Linked DNA regions of Zea mays: region 1 is linked to region 2. The links are chromatin contacts, called in public Hi-C maps. All regions are on one chromosome and are shown on one strand. The core of a region is the stretch at or near the end of the contact, and the rest is flanking DNA. Distances in the headings are between cores, read along the strand shown.

Region 1 (6,492 bases), core at 3,039-5,538, 100 kb after region 2:
ATTCTGTGTATAAAAAAATATCAAAATCTTTATTACATAATAAAATATCTTTATAAAAATAACTAAATATAATAAATGGAGGTAAGATAACTTCTCTATAGGAACGGTTGAACAGAGGGACGACATCCCAGATTTTATTAAACTCATCATAGTAATTCTTCTCCGACGGTATCTGTTCTTGACCAGGGCGTTAATTACAACAATTGTAAGCTCTTTTACGGTTATCGCTGAGCAAGTTTGTAGCAATAAGTGTAGTGTAAGACTTAGTAAGAAATATGTCTGAGGCTAAACATTAGCTTTTAATTAGGTTGGTCAAAATTTAATTAGCAATTACTAAGTATAAGTAAATATCATCCTAATTAAACAAATGATCATAAATAAAATATCCACAATACAATGGATGTTCAATTTAATTTAATTCCATAATTTACTCATGTGAGTTTCCGAGTCGGTCATAACCATGAGCAAGGCTGATATATTGGTTTTACACTCTGCGGATGTCGACAATCTTTACCTATAAGTCGTCTATCTCTTCTATGCTGGGTTTGCAAGGCCTTTAAACACTTCCAGGGTAAATGGCTAGTGATCTACTAAAAGGCCTTTACAAAGTTTCACCAGGACGAGAAAACCCGTTATGGTTTCACGCAAAGGGGGCATAAGTATTTTTCACTGTCTAAAACGCCATCACAGTAATTCTAGCCAACACTATGTTTGCACAACTCCTCGTTTGTCCCTTTTGGGCAAGATTCTCACACACTATCTTCCATAATTAATTATCAAAGACCAAAGCATAATAGTCTTATGGTAGCATTGTTTTCTCGAATGGTTCTTCATATTCCAATTAAAAATAATCTTATCATGCATAATAAATAACTCAACAATAATAAATCATGATCAATATTGCATGTTTAACAATTAACTAAGTAGAGCAATAGCAAGTATACCAAATAATCAATATTCAAGTTATAAATAAGGTATAGGGAAACAAAGCTAGGTACTCTATTAGGTTCCCATCAATTTAACCTAATAGGGCATGCATATGTGAGAACATAACAATAAATATTATTAGGTCAAAGCAACATGATCAAGGACACACTTATCTTTTTGGTGCAACTCCAACTCCTCAGATACTTTCCCAAGGTTGGGTCAGGTTCCTCGTAACCTCGCTCTTTTATTTGCAGCAAAGCATACAAATAGACAAATAATAAATAAAAATAACATTACACTAAACATGAAAAACAGTTGTGTAATACAAATCTACGTGTCAAGACAAGTTGTAGGTTCGAGAACCACTAAAATCAAAATTAAGATCTAAAAGTTATAGATTAAATAAGTTTTAGGGATATTTTAAATATAAATCTGAGAGCACCTAGGGGGGTGAATAGGTGATCCTGTAAAAATCAAATACTTGAAGCCACAAAACTTGATTAGGTGTTAGTGCAATAGAGTCAAGTGGCTAAGGATCGAGCTCTTGTGAAACCCAGTGGTCATGAAGAAGGCAAGCACAAGAGACACGGAGATTTATCCCGTGGTTCGGCCAAGTATCACACTTGTCTACTCCACGTTGTTGCGTCCCAATGGACGAGGGTCGCACTCAACCCCTTTCAAGTGATCCAATGATTAACTTGAATACCACGGTGTTTTCCTTTCTTTCACTATTTCCTGTTCGCGAGGAATCTCCACAACTTGGAGCCTCTCGCCCTTATAAATGATGATCACAAAGAAGCACGGAAGTAAGGGAGGGAAGAGCAACACACACAAGACTCAAAGAACGAGCACAATCACGCACACAAACCACAACTTGAGCTCACAACACGATGCAGGGAGTTCACTACTCAACTAGAGCTCAAGTCACTTATTACAAAGAATCAAATGCGCGAGAATAGAGTCTTGGTGCTTGGGGATGATCAAAGAATGCTTGGTGTACTCCTTCATGCGCCAAGGGGTCCCTTTTATAGCCCCAAGGCAGATAGGAGCCGTTGGAAGCAATCTAGAAAAGCAATTCTTGCCTTTTGTTGGGTGGTGCATCGGACAGTCCGGTGCACCACCGGACAAGCACTGTTCATAGTCCGGTGCATATTGCCTTCCAAAAATAGAACAGTCGACCGTTGCAGAAATGGAGCCGTTGGCGCACCGGATACTGTCCGGTGCACACCGGACAGTCCGGTGCCCCCTGCCGACCGTTGGCGCGGCCACGTGTCACGCGCGGATTGCGCGGCCGACTGTTGGCGCAGTCGACCGTTGGCTCACCGGACAGTCCGGTGCCTCACCGGACCGTCCGGTGAATTTTAGCCGTACGCCGTTGAACGATTCCCGAGAGCGACGACTTCGCCGCAGACGGCTCACCGGACAGTCCGGTGCACCACCGGACAGTCCGGTGAATTATAGTCGTACAACGCCGTCAGTTCTCGAGAGTAGCCTGTTCACCGGAGGCTGGCCTGGCGCACCGGACACTGTCCGGTGCACCACCGGACAGTCCGGTGTGCCAGACTGCGCTGAGTCTTGGCTGTTTCAGCCAAGATATTTTCTTCTTCTCTTTTCTCTGATTCCAGCACTTAGACAAATAGGTTAGTACAAAAACCAATGTACTAAGTCTAGAATCATACCTTCTTGTTGATTTGCACTTCATCAATCATTTGGCACAAGATTACTCGCTCAATACGTGTTGGGCACTTAATCACCAAAACTATACTAAAAATGGCCCAAGGGCACATTTCCCTTTCAAAATCTTATATTAAAATTACTACCAGGGCTAATTGAGAGCACCTAGAGGGGGGAGGGTAAATAGGTGATCCTGTAAAATTCAACACTTAAACAACACAAACTTGGTTTATGAAATTTTAGTGAGGTCAAAACCAAGGTGCTATGAATATAGAGAGAACCCTTCACTTGATTGTTCCTTTAGAATGTGTATTGAACTTAGGAACAATAGGACAAGTGATTAAGTGAGAACTCTAAGAAAGAAATCAGTCACAATGAAAAGTGGCACAAGAGACACGGTGATTTTATCCCATGGTTCAGCCAGTGCCTACTCCACATTGTGGTGACCTCCTTTGGTCAAGGATTGCACTCAATCCCTCTCAAGTGATCCAATGATCAACCTTGAGTACCACAATTTTCTTTCTTATAGCAGATGTTTCCCTTTGTGAGGAATCTCCGCAAGTTGGAGCCTCTCACCCTTACAATATTGATCACAATAAAACCACAAGAGTAAGGGAGGGAATAGGAACACACGCAAGCGCTACAGTCGCAGCAACACCACGCACACAAGTCAAGAATAAAAACACATCGCAGTGAGTTCATATCTCAAACAAGTGCTCAAATCTCAAACACAATGAATCAGATGCGTGTTTGCGGAGTCTAGGCGTCTTAAGATGTTCAATGGAGGCTTGGTGTACTGCTCCATGCACCTAGGGGTTCTTTTTATAGCCCCAAGGTAGCTAGGAGCCGTTGGAGCTCCATTTGTTAGGCAATTCTTGCCTTCTATTCGTGGGTACATCGGACAGTCTGGTGCACCACCGAACATGAACAGTGCACGATTTCTTTCCTTGTTTGGCGAAGCCGACCGTTGCAGCCATGGTCCCCTTGGCACACCGAACAGTGTCCGGTGCACACCGGACAGTTCGGTGTGGCCTGGTGACTATTGGCTCTGGCCACGCGTCGCCCGTTGATTGCGCGCTGATCATGCTGCCGACCGTTGGCGCGGACGTTGTTAGCTCACCGTACAGTCCGGTGCACACCGGACAGTCCAGTAAATTTTAGCCGCAGCATCCCCAGCGATTCCCGAGAGTAGCGAGTTCGTCGATGCGCCAGCCTGGGCACCAGTGTCTAGTGCACACCGGACAGTGTACGGTGCACCTGTAGCTGGTGCATGTCTGGCTGTTTCAGCTTAACTCCTTTTGCTCCCTTTGGACTTGACTTAATTGAGTTCCTGGCACTTAGACAAGCATGTTTAGCACATAAAACAAATGACTAAGTTTCTATAACTTACCTTCATATTTGATCCATCTAGATATACCTTTGCTCAATATTATGTTAGTTTTCACATAGTGTGTTGTGCATCTAATCACCAAAATAATATAGAAATGGCCCAAGGGCACATTTCTCTTTCACTAATCTATAAAATGAGGGACCTCAGTGTAAGTCTTCTCTATAGACATGGAAAGGCATGTTCTTTTCTATATTTCCTAGGGTCTTTTTAGTAAAAGGTACTCGCTGTTATAACTGTGTGCCAACCCTTGTCGTTAGATCTGTGATCAACGGACAGGACTAGAAGCTCCCTTCGCCCAAACCAGTATGCCATGTTGGTCGCAGGATCTGTGATCAACGACCCAATTTTAATTAGATGCGATCTAATCCATGCCATCTACCCAGGATTTGACAGCCCACAGTCATCTTCTAGCTCTCGTCACTGTGCCCTGGCGGCAGAACAGGGCTCCACCCAGAGAACTCGTTGGCACACACAAATCGACGAATCAATAATCGAATCATGCCCCCCGACCGATGTAAACGGAGGCCCGACCACCGTGAATGTGATAGCCGCCCACATTTCCTGAATCAGCTCACCCAAAGCTCTGATCATGACGCATTCTGCTCCCGCGGCGGCGCCATCGTCGACGAAACTCGCCCACAAATTCTGGTGTCCAAACGATCGTGTGGCTACATGCTAAATGACCCTAGGCATACAACAAACTAATGGTGCAGATTCTTACCGAAGATTGAGACATGGATGATGCTAGACACGTTGTGCAGTAACTCCGCGGCTTCCCTCAACGTCAACGAGGAATCTCCAGACTTCCCCAGCGAGGGCACAATCTCCTTCTGTGCGTCCCAACGAAGCTCCCTTAGCAAAACCCCCGAGGTTGAGAGCTGGTGTGGATGAACTCCGGGTGCGGCGGCTTGGTTTTCCCCTGTTTTTCATGGCGGCGATGATTGCACTAAGCACCTAGCCTTAAGCCGAGTCTGTGGTGGCTTCTGTAAGCGCGATATAGGGCATAGGATTGTAACGACCGATCCAACAGAATCTCAACAAACTCACATGGATTTCAACAATCCCAGTGGTCAACTTCGTGGAGAAGAAGAATGTGGTGTTTAGGTGATTAGGTCCCACTTGCGAGAGAAGTTAGGACAGGCAGACGCGGATAAGCCACTGGCGAATAGCCCCACCTATTCAAATTAGAATTCTAGCATCAAAATTCAAATCTAAATTTTGTACCACCAGAATCTAATAGTACCATTTATTTATTTTAGGAAGATAAGCTCAAGGGTAAGAAATTCCTTATTGAAAGATATTTTAATCCAAATATTTTAGAGAATATTTCTAAATCACCAAAAATAGGATTTTGGGGTGCTACAAATTCTACCCCTAAAAAGAATATCATCCTTGAGATTAGGGTAGAGCAGAGAAGGGATGTAGAGACTTTTGTTTTGTAGTTTAGGTACTAATTCCCAATTGTTTCCAATACCAAAAGTCTATGTTTTGTCTTTCATACTAATTAGCAGGTGACTAGGAAAGCTAGAGTATGCTAACCTTAACTATCTAATAGGCAATATGAGAGAAGGCTGGGAACTTTCGAGTGAATCATGTGAGAAAATAATTTCTGGGAGTAGAATCCAAATTATCTAACTAACCTATTTTTCAGTATTAATTAATCCGAGTTAAATACTTCTAACTTTTAGATAGGTGCAAGAAAATAAATCAGATGAGATAAGAGATTCGGATTAGATTAGATCAGACTAGATCAGATCAGATCTTGGTTGCTCCTCTAGGTTGTGGGTAATTAGATTAGGAAAGGGGTACTAACATCGAATTAGTTTGAGGTTGATTTAGATTCTAATCTATTTATTTATATATATGTATGCACATATTAATAAAGATGTTATTGTGGCATAACTCTACAACACATCGCACTCAAACAAAGAGGCCAATCAAGCATTTATCATAAGAACAAATATTCAAGCACATCAATTTATATAAAAAAGAGTTTTTCCTATAGTTTACGATTCCTAGAATTAGGAGTTAGGACTTATATTTCTTAGGAAAATCTTAAATGCAAGATCCCAAGCGTGAAATTCATTTTGTCTTTAGGAGTGAAAATATAAAAAACTTAGGAGATAAGCATTAAAAGTTGAGAATAGATCAAGGAAAATATAGAAAATATTAAAGTCATAAAGGTAACTAGGCAAAGATTTGACCAGATCTATCTAGGATACATCCTACAGTCAATATGGCTCTGATACAACTTCTGTCACATCCTGATTTAAGGACAAATCTAGATAAAGGTCATATGTGTGTTAGGATCAAGTTTCACACATATGATGACTCAGCGTTTCAAAACCAATATCATAATCTTTATTACATAATGAAATGTCTTTACAATAACAACTAAATATAATAAACTGAGATAAGGTAACTTCTCCATAGATGCGGTTGAATGAGAGATGACGACCTAGATCTCATCGAACTCATCCTAGTAATCCTCCTCCGGTGGT
Region 2 (6,816 bases), core at 1,654-4,153:
TTATTATTTTCAAGAAAATTAATTAATCGCCCTGATCGGTTGTACTTGCTTGATACTTGCAGATTGCTGGACTGTGCCAAGCCCTGAACGACATCCTTGACAGCATGTCAAGCAAGGGAATAACTATTCCGGTGTGAATAAATATCTCATGCTGTCGGTCGATGGTGCATGGCAGAACTGCTTCCATGCCCCGGAATCCAGAATCAACATTTTGTATAGTTTGCAGCTGCAAATGTGTATCTTGTGATTTTGGGGGGAGGATGCTTGTTTAAGTAACGCTCACTGGATACCTTGTAGCACTACTGTTTCAAGAGCGCTCGAATGATTCAGTAAGGGCTTTCGGTTTCATCAGAATCCATATGTGGATTGGCTGAGTTTCAATCCATAGCAAGTCAAAATTCTTTATAATTTTTCCAAACTTTTTCAATCCCTGAGGCATAGGAATTACCGAACATAGAATTAAGGGAACAAGGCCTAAACCGGCGGGATACTATGCCAGCAAGTACTAGTAGTATAACTGAAAACTGCTCAAGGCAAGAGCAGCATAGAGCATACTATGCTAGCAAGTAGTAGGTGGAAACTGCTGATCGGGTCTTATTCGTAGTTCATTTTGTTCAAAGGCATCTAAACTCATCTGTAGCACAGTTAAGCGAACGACACGCGCAAGACTGTCAAGTCCTTTGTACGAGTGGTGGTTGTTTCGCAAGGCAATCTGTACAGGGTCCCCTTTTTATTTGTGCACCCACCCTAAACCCAACAGTTCAGTGGCATGAGTTACTACTGATACTCTTCGTCGTTAATAGTGAGACATTTATAATAACTTTACTAGCTAGTTGTCTATACATTGCTACAGTTCCTATATATTATATATGTAGACTTTTTTAAATGAGATATTTATTTAATCACATTTATATTTCTTTAATTTTCAATATTAGTATATATTTACAATATGTCACCTAACACAAAAGGATGTGTGCCGTAGTGCTGAATAGCTGATCGTCTCAAACCGAGCCGGGCCGGGGGAATTCGCTGGCGCTGCGCGCGGTAGACGGATGGGCGCGGGGCAACACACAAAGAAACTCGTGCTTTAAAGGTGCAGTAATCTAAGTAAAAAAAAAACAGTCTGTGTTTTTTACTAGCGTACATACTATCAGATACAGATCAGGTCACTGTTGGCTACTACTCAACTCAGTGGACTTCTGCGCATCGTGTCCATCTTCCTTGTCCTCGTCGTGGTCGCCACCGCCGAAGAGCTTCTCGGTGTCCTCTAGGTTGCTGCCCCTCGTCTCCGGCAGGAAGAAGAACATGAACAGCCACCCGGCAGCAGCAATGCCTGCATACAAGTAGAAGCTCCCGGCGAAGGTGATGGCCTTGTAGAGCGAGATGAAGGACATGGTGATGGTGCCGCTCATGACCCGGTTCATCGCCGTGCCGAGTGCGCAGCCCTGCGCGCGGAGCCGCAGTGGGAATATCTCTGAGCTGTACACCCACGCGATCGGGCCCATGCCGATGGAGAAGGACGCCACGAACGTGAGAACCGCCGCGATGCTCACGCCCGCCAGCGACGTCGCCTGTCCCTCTGGGAGCCGGTCGATGGCGCGCAACGCCGAGGCCAGCGTCACCAGCGACACCACCATCCCGCCCGCGCTTGTGAGCAGCAGCGGTCTCCGCCCGACGCGGTCGAGGAAGAACGTGGCCACCAGGATGAACAGCGTCTTGGTCGCGCCCACCGCCATGGTGGCGCCCAAAGAGTTGTTGTTCGACCTAAGCCCAGCCTTCTCGAACACCCGCGGGCTGTACAGCACCACGGAGTCGATGCCGGAGGCCTGCTGGAAGAACTGGAGGCCGAGGCAGGCGATGAGTATGCGGCGGACGGGCGGCGTCGGGCGGATGAGGAGGTCCCTCCACACCCCTTCGCCATGGCTGCCCTTGTTCCTGCGGGCGACCACCACCACGTCGTCGTCGTTGTCGCCGACGCCGTCTGGGATGCCGATGGCATTCTTGATGTCGGCGAGCCGCTCCTCGGCCTCGGCGGGGGAGTTGGAGGTCTTGGCCAGCACGCGGCGCGCGTCGCCGATGCGCCCCTGCATGACGAGCCACCGCGGCGACTCCGGCATGGCGAGGACCCCCAGTGCGAGGAAGATAGGCGGGACGGCGCCGACGAGGAACATGACGCGCCAGCTGAGGTGCACGGGGAGGCCGTGGAAGGCGTAGTTGGAGACATACCCGAGGAGCACCCCCGTGTTGATGAACACCTCCGGGAAGGACGTGAGCAGGCCGCGCGCCGACGTGGGCGAGACCTCGGCCGTGTACACGGGTGCGATCATGAGCGCGTATCCGACGCCGACGCCCGCCACGAAGCGGCCAAGCATGAGGATCGTGTAGCTCGGGGCGAGGCCCATGATGAGCGCGCCCGCGAAGAAGATGGCCGCCGCGAGCACCATGGTGTACCGCCGGCCGAGCCAGTCGGACGTCCGGCCCGCCGCGAGCGAGCCGACGAGCGAGTAGATATTGATGATGCCGGCGAGGATCTCGATCTGCGTGTCCGTGATCTTGAGGTCCTGCTTCATGAATAGCTGCGCTCCGCTCATCACCGACACATCTGCATACAAATAGCATGAGGCGCACGTACGCGTGCTGCATATGGCAACGGCCAACGGGTGCATGGAATTGTATGCATCATGCGTGCGCGTACCGTAGCCGAGGAGGATGGAGTTCATGGAAGCGAGGACGGCGCAGGCGAGGGCGTACTTGTTAAGCGGTGGGCGCTTTGCCGGCGCCTCGGGGGCTGGGATGCCGCCGTCGTCGGCGGCGTCGTGCTGCTTGGAGTTGGACATGGCGAAACGGAGGACACGCGCGCCCGGGTGGAGAGCGGGATGTGGCTCTCGTTCGACACTACTTGCTGTGTCCAGTGCCACTGTCTCTTCTCACACACTTATGGCCGGCCGGTCTTCGTTTGAAAGAATGCTGATGTCGCCATTCTTGAGTAGAAAAATGCCGTGACGATCAAACACTTCAAAACAGCAGTGGTACTGATTTGTGGTTTAGGATTATTCTTCCTGTGCCGTCCTTTGTGCAAGGGGCAGAAGGTGACTGAAAGAGTACGGAGCTGTAGCGGTCAAGGATGTAAAACGACAGTTTTGTTTGACCACCAACCGTGGCAAAAGACCAAACAAGTGGGACTGAAATTTCTAAGATGGTAAAGCACAATGATAGACAATAAAAGGCGAATAATTGTGGAAAATTAAAAATAATCATAGCACCTCCTCCTAATCTTAAAACCAATTTAATTCAACTGATCAAAATACATAACTTCGATCGACTTAATGTTTTAACAAATTAAATTAGACAAAATTATACAACTAACCTAACTGAATGACATTGATCGGACTTTCGGATCTAGGCATATTAACGAAACAAGATCGTTGTGATTGAGAATGAGTTGTGACAGAGAATGACAAAAACCAATCAAACCCTAATTTCGTGATAAACTAAGAACCATAAAAGATTAATTATATAAAGTTTGCATGTTACTAACTTGATGCCTTAGCAATGATCTAGATGATTCAAATCAATAGTAACAACTGAAATTATTAGATCAATCTAGAAATAAACACATGCAAATAATGAAGAGAGAGAGAGGAACAAGATTACGACACTAATCTTGGATGAACATTACCTTAATCATCAAAATTGTATGTACAAAATGCTCTACAAAAGCACCAAAAGTTTTTCTCTCGAAATCTCCATAATCTCTATATTAATCTAATCTATTAGATCTAATTTATTGCTCTCTAATCTGCTATCTCAAAAATGAAAAACATCTCCTATTTATAAGGAGAATAAAGTTCAATTTAGCCCAGCTAGCCTCTCGCCATGGGCCGCAAGCCCCACCTAGGCTGCAACTCCGAGTGGGCTGAGCGCCCTGGTATTGCTTATTCACACTAGCCCGCTAGGCCCACAGGGCAACTACCCAACACCAAGCTCCCACCACTGGGTCGACCAACCCATGTCGCCCGCCCCTAGCTAGCTTAGCCAACCACCTCCATGTACGAGTGAGCCGCTTGGCCGAACAGGTTGCCAGCCCTAGACGACTAGGCCGGCTTGGCCACCTGGCTACTAGCTGAGCCAGCCAACTGGGAGCCTTTTTTCTTTTAGACACATCAAGCATGTCTCAATTGCATGTAACTGTCAAATGCATCGATGGCTGGTTCAAACGTCCTGCATAACAACTTTGACCGGTAGCACCTCAGTTCCTCCCAAACTTAGTCCCTAAACCAAGTTTTCGTACCTTATTTTCTCCCTAAACTTAGTCCATAAAACTAGTTTTATCCTTGTTAGTCACATTTCACATCAGCCAACACCTAACATTATTGTTGATGTCATAATGGACACTATGTTCATGTGTGTGTGATACTTGCTTGTTTGCGCTCTATCTCCTCCTAGTTTAGCTCAAGCTTGATGTGCTCATCCTTAAGGTTAGCTTGCTAGGTGTTGGGGACTTGTTCTCAAATGCTATGAATTAAGAACAAGGCAACATAAAATGTTAAATGTTAATGCCCTTCACCCGCTGAAGCATTATTTCCTCAAGGATTTAATGAACTTCGGACGAAGGTTAAAAACGGAACAATTACGAAGGATGAATCTTCGTAATTGAACTCTCAGAAATTATATAAAACAATACGAGATATGAATCATTAAAGACAAATAAATTATAAGTAAACGACATCATTTTTATATTATTGTCGGCGTTTCGAGACCGGGGGTCCCTCGGGCCGACGAGTGAGTGCCGCGTGCCCCAGCCCAGATGGGTCGAGCGCGTGGGCGAGCGCGAAGGGGGGAAGGAGCGAGGCGGCCGGAGACCGGCGTGAGAGAGGTGGGAATCCCGCGGCCTTCGTGTTCGTCCCGCGCCCAGGTCGGGTGCGCTTGCAGTAGGGGGTTACAAGCGTCCACGCGGGAGAGGGAAGCGAGCGGCCCCAAGAGAGCGCCTGTCCCGTCCTCGTCCCCGCGCGGCCAACCTTCCCTAAGAGGGCCCTGGTCCTTCCTTTTATAGGCATAAGGAGAGGATCCAGGTGTACAATGGGGGGGTGTAGCAGAGTGCTACGTGTCTAGCGGGGGAGAGCTAGTGCCCTAAGTACATGCCGATGTGGCAGCCGGAGAGATTTTGGCACCCAGCTGGTGTGATGTCGTGGCCGTCGGAGGAGCGATGGAGCCTGGCGGAGGGACAGCTGTCGGAGCGGCTGGGTCCTTGCTGACGTCCTCCTGCTTCCGTAAGAGAGCTGAGAGCCGCCGTCGTCACAGAGCATGCGGGGCGCCATCATTGCCTATCTGGCGGAGCTAGCCAGATGGGACACCGGTCTTGTTCTCTGCGGCCCGAGTCAGCTCGGGGTAGGGTGATGATGGCGCTTCCTGTTGACGTGGCTGGCCTGCGCCCTAGGTTGGGCGACGTGGAGGCTCCTCCGAAGCCGAGGTCGAGTCTGTCTTCCATGGCCGAGGCCGAGTCCGAGCCCCTGGGTCGGGCGAGGCGGAGGTCGTCGGCAGAGGCCAGGGCGGAGTCCGAGCCCTGGGGTCGGGCGGAGCGAAGTTCGTCGTCTTCTGGGGCTGAGCCCGAGTCCGAGCCCTGGGTCGGGCGGAGCGGAGTTCGCCGTCTTCCGGGACTTAGCCCGAGTCCGAGCCCTGGGTCGGGCGGAGCGGAGTTCGCCGTCTTCCGGGACTTAGCCCGAGTCCGAGCCCTGGGTCGGGCGTAGCGGAGTTCGCCGTCTTCCGGGTCTTAGCCCGAGTCCGAGCCCTGGGTCGGGCGGAGCGGAGTTTCCTATGGTGTCTTTGGTAGGGCCTGACTGCCTGTCAGTCTCACTCTGTCAAGTGGCACTGCGGTCGGAGTAGCGCAGGCGGCGCTGTCCTTCTGTCAGGCCGGTCAGTGGAGCGGTGAAGTGACGGCGGTCACTTCGGCTCTGCCGGGGGGCGTGCGTCAGGATAAAGGTGTCAGGCCACCTTTGCGTTAAATGCTCCTGCGATTCGGTCGGTCGGTGCGGCGACTTAGTCAGGGTTGCTTCTTAGCGAAGGCAGGGCCTCGGGCGAGCCGGAGATGTGTCCGCCGTTGGAGGGGGGCCTCGGGCGAGACGGAAATCCTCCGGGGTCGGCTGCCCTTGTCCGAGGCTAGGCTCGGGCGAGGCGTGATCGAGTCGCTCGAATGGACTGATCCCTGACTTAATCGCACCCATCAGGCCTTTGCAGCTTCATGCTGATGGGGGTTACCAGCTGAGAATTAGGAGTCTTGAGGGTACCCCTAATTATGGTCCCCGACAGTAGCCCCCGAGCCTCGAAGGGAGTGTTAGCACTCGCTTGGAGGCTTTCGTCGCACTTTTTTTGCAAGGGGACCAGCCTTTCTCGGTTGCATTTTGTTCCGGTGGGTGCGCGCGAGCGCACCCGCCGGGCGTAGCCCCCGAGGCCTCGGAGGAGTGGTTTCACTCCTTCGAGGTCTTAATGCCTTGCGTAATGCTTCGGCTGGTCTGGTTGTTCCCTCATGCGAACTGGCCGTAGCCCGGGTGTACGGTCGGGGCCCAAGTGCTCGGGCTGGTATGTTGACGCTGTCAATGGTTCGGCCGGAGCCGGGTTTGCGAGAGCAGCCCCCGAGCCTCTGCACAGGGCGAGAGGGCGATCAGGGACAGACTCGGCTTTTTTTACATACGCCCCTGCGTCGCCTTTCCACAAGGAGGAGGGGGGGGGAAAGTGCCATGTTGCCCTCGATGGGCGCCGAACATGGTGTCTCCGGTGAGCTGCAAGCGGGTAATCCGAGTGGACGTCAGTGCCCCGTTC

Evidence for each region. A called contact is a pair of places that touch in the nucleus more often than the background predicts.
Region 1: a contact with region 2 is called in a Hi-C map of leaf, with 6 times the contacts expected there. The contact joins the enhancer-like site here to the promoter of LOC100281055 in region 2. A contact is called at or near these places in 11 of 25 Hi-C or Micro-C datasets (bundle sheath, ear, leaf and 3 more) and 1 of 3 datasets of contacts at active chromatin or transcription factors (seedling).

What each region holds. Positions count from the first base shown.
Region 1 is chr1:23,918,008-23,924,499 of Zm-B73-REFERENCE-NAM-5.0, forward strand. No RefSeq gene overlaps it. Among protein-coding and RNA genes, the nearest start is that of LOC103644503, 87 kb to the right of the region's middle. Within about 2 kb of position 4,289, at least 10 of the 20 cell types and tissues checked have an H3K27ac peak or open chromatin away from gene starts, as enhancers often do. A contact at or near this core is called in bundle sheath, leaf and leaf mesophyll, where this site is marked.
Region 2 is chr1:23,819,781-23,826,596 of Zm-B73-REFERENCE-NAM-5.0, forward strand. LOC100281055 (sorbitol transporter) reads right to left here and starts at 2,904. Exons shown (of 2, transcript NM_001153974.1): 1 at 2,696-2,904; 2 at 1,084-2,602. The coding sequence starts at 2,837. The coding sequence ends at 1,167. It overlaps LOC100192688 (COP9 signalosome complex subunit 4), which reads left to right. Exons shown (of 14, transcript NM_001137893.1): 14 at 63-379. The coding sequence ends at 137.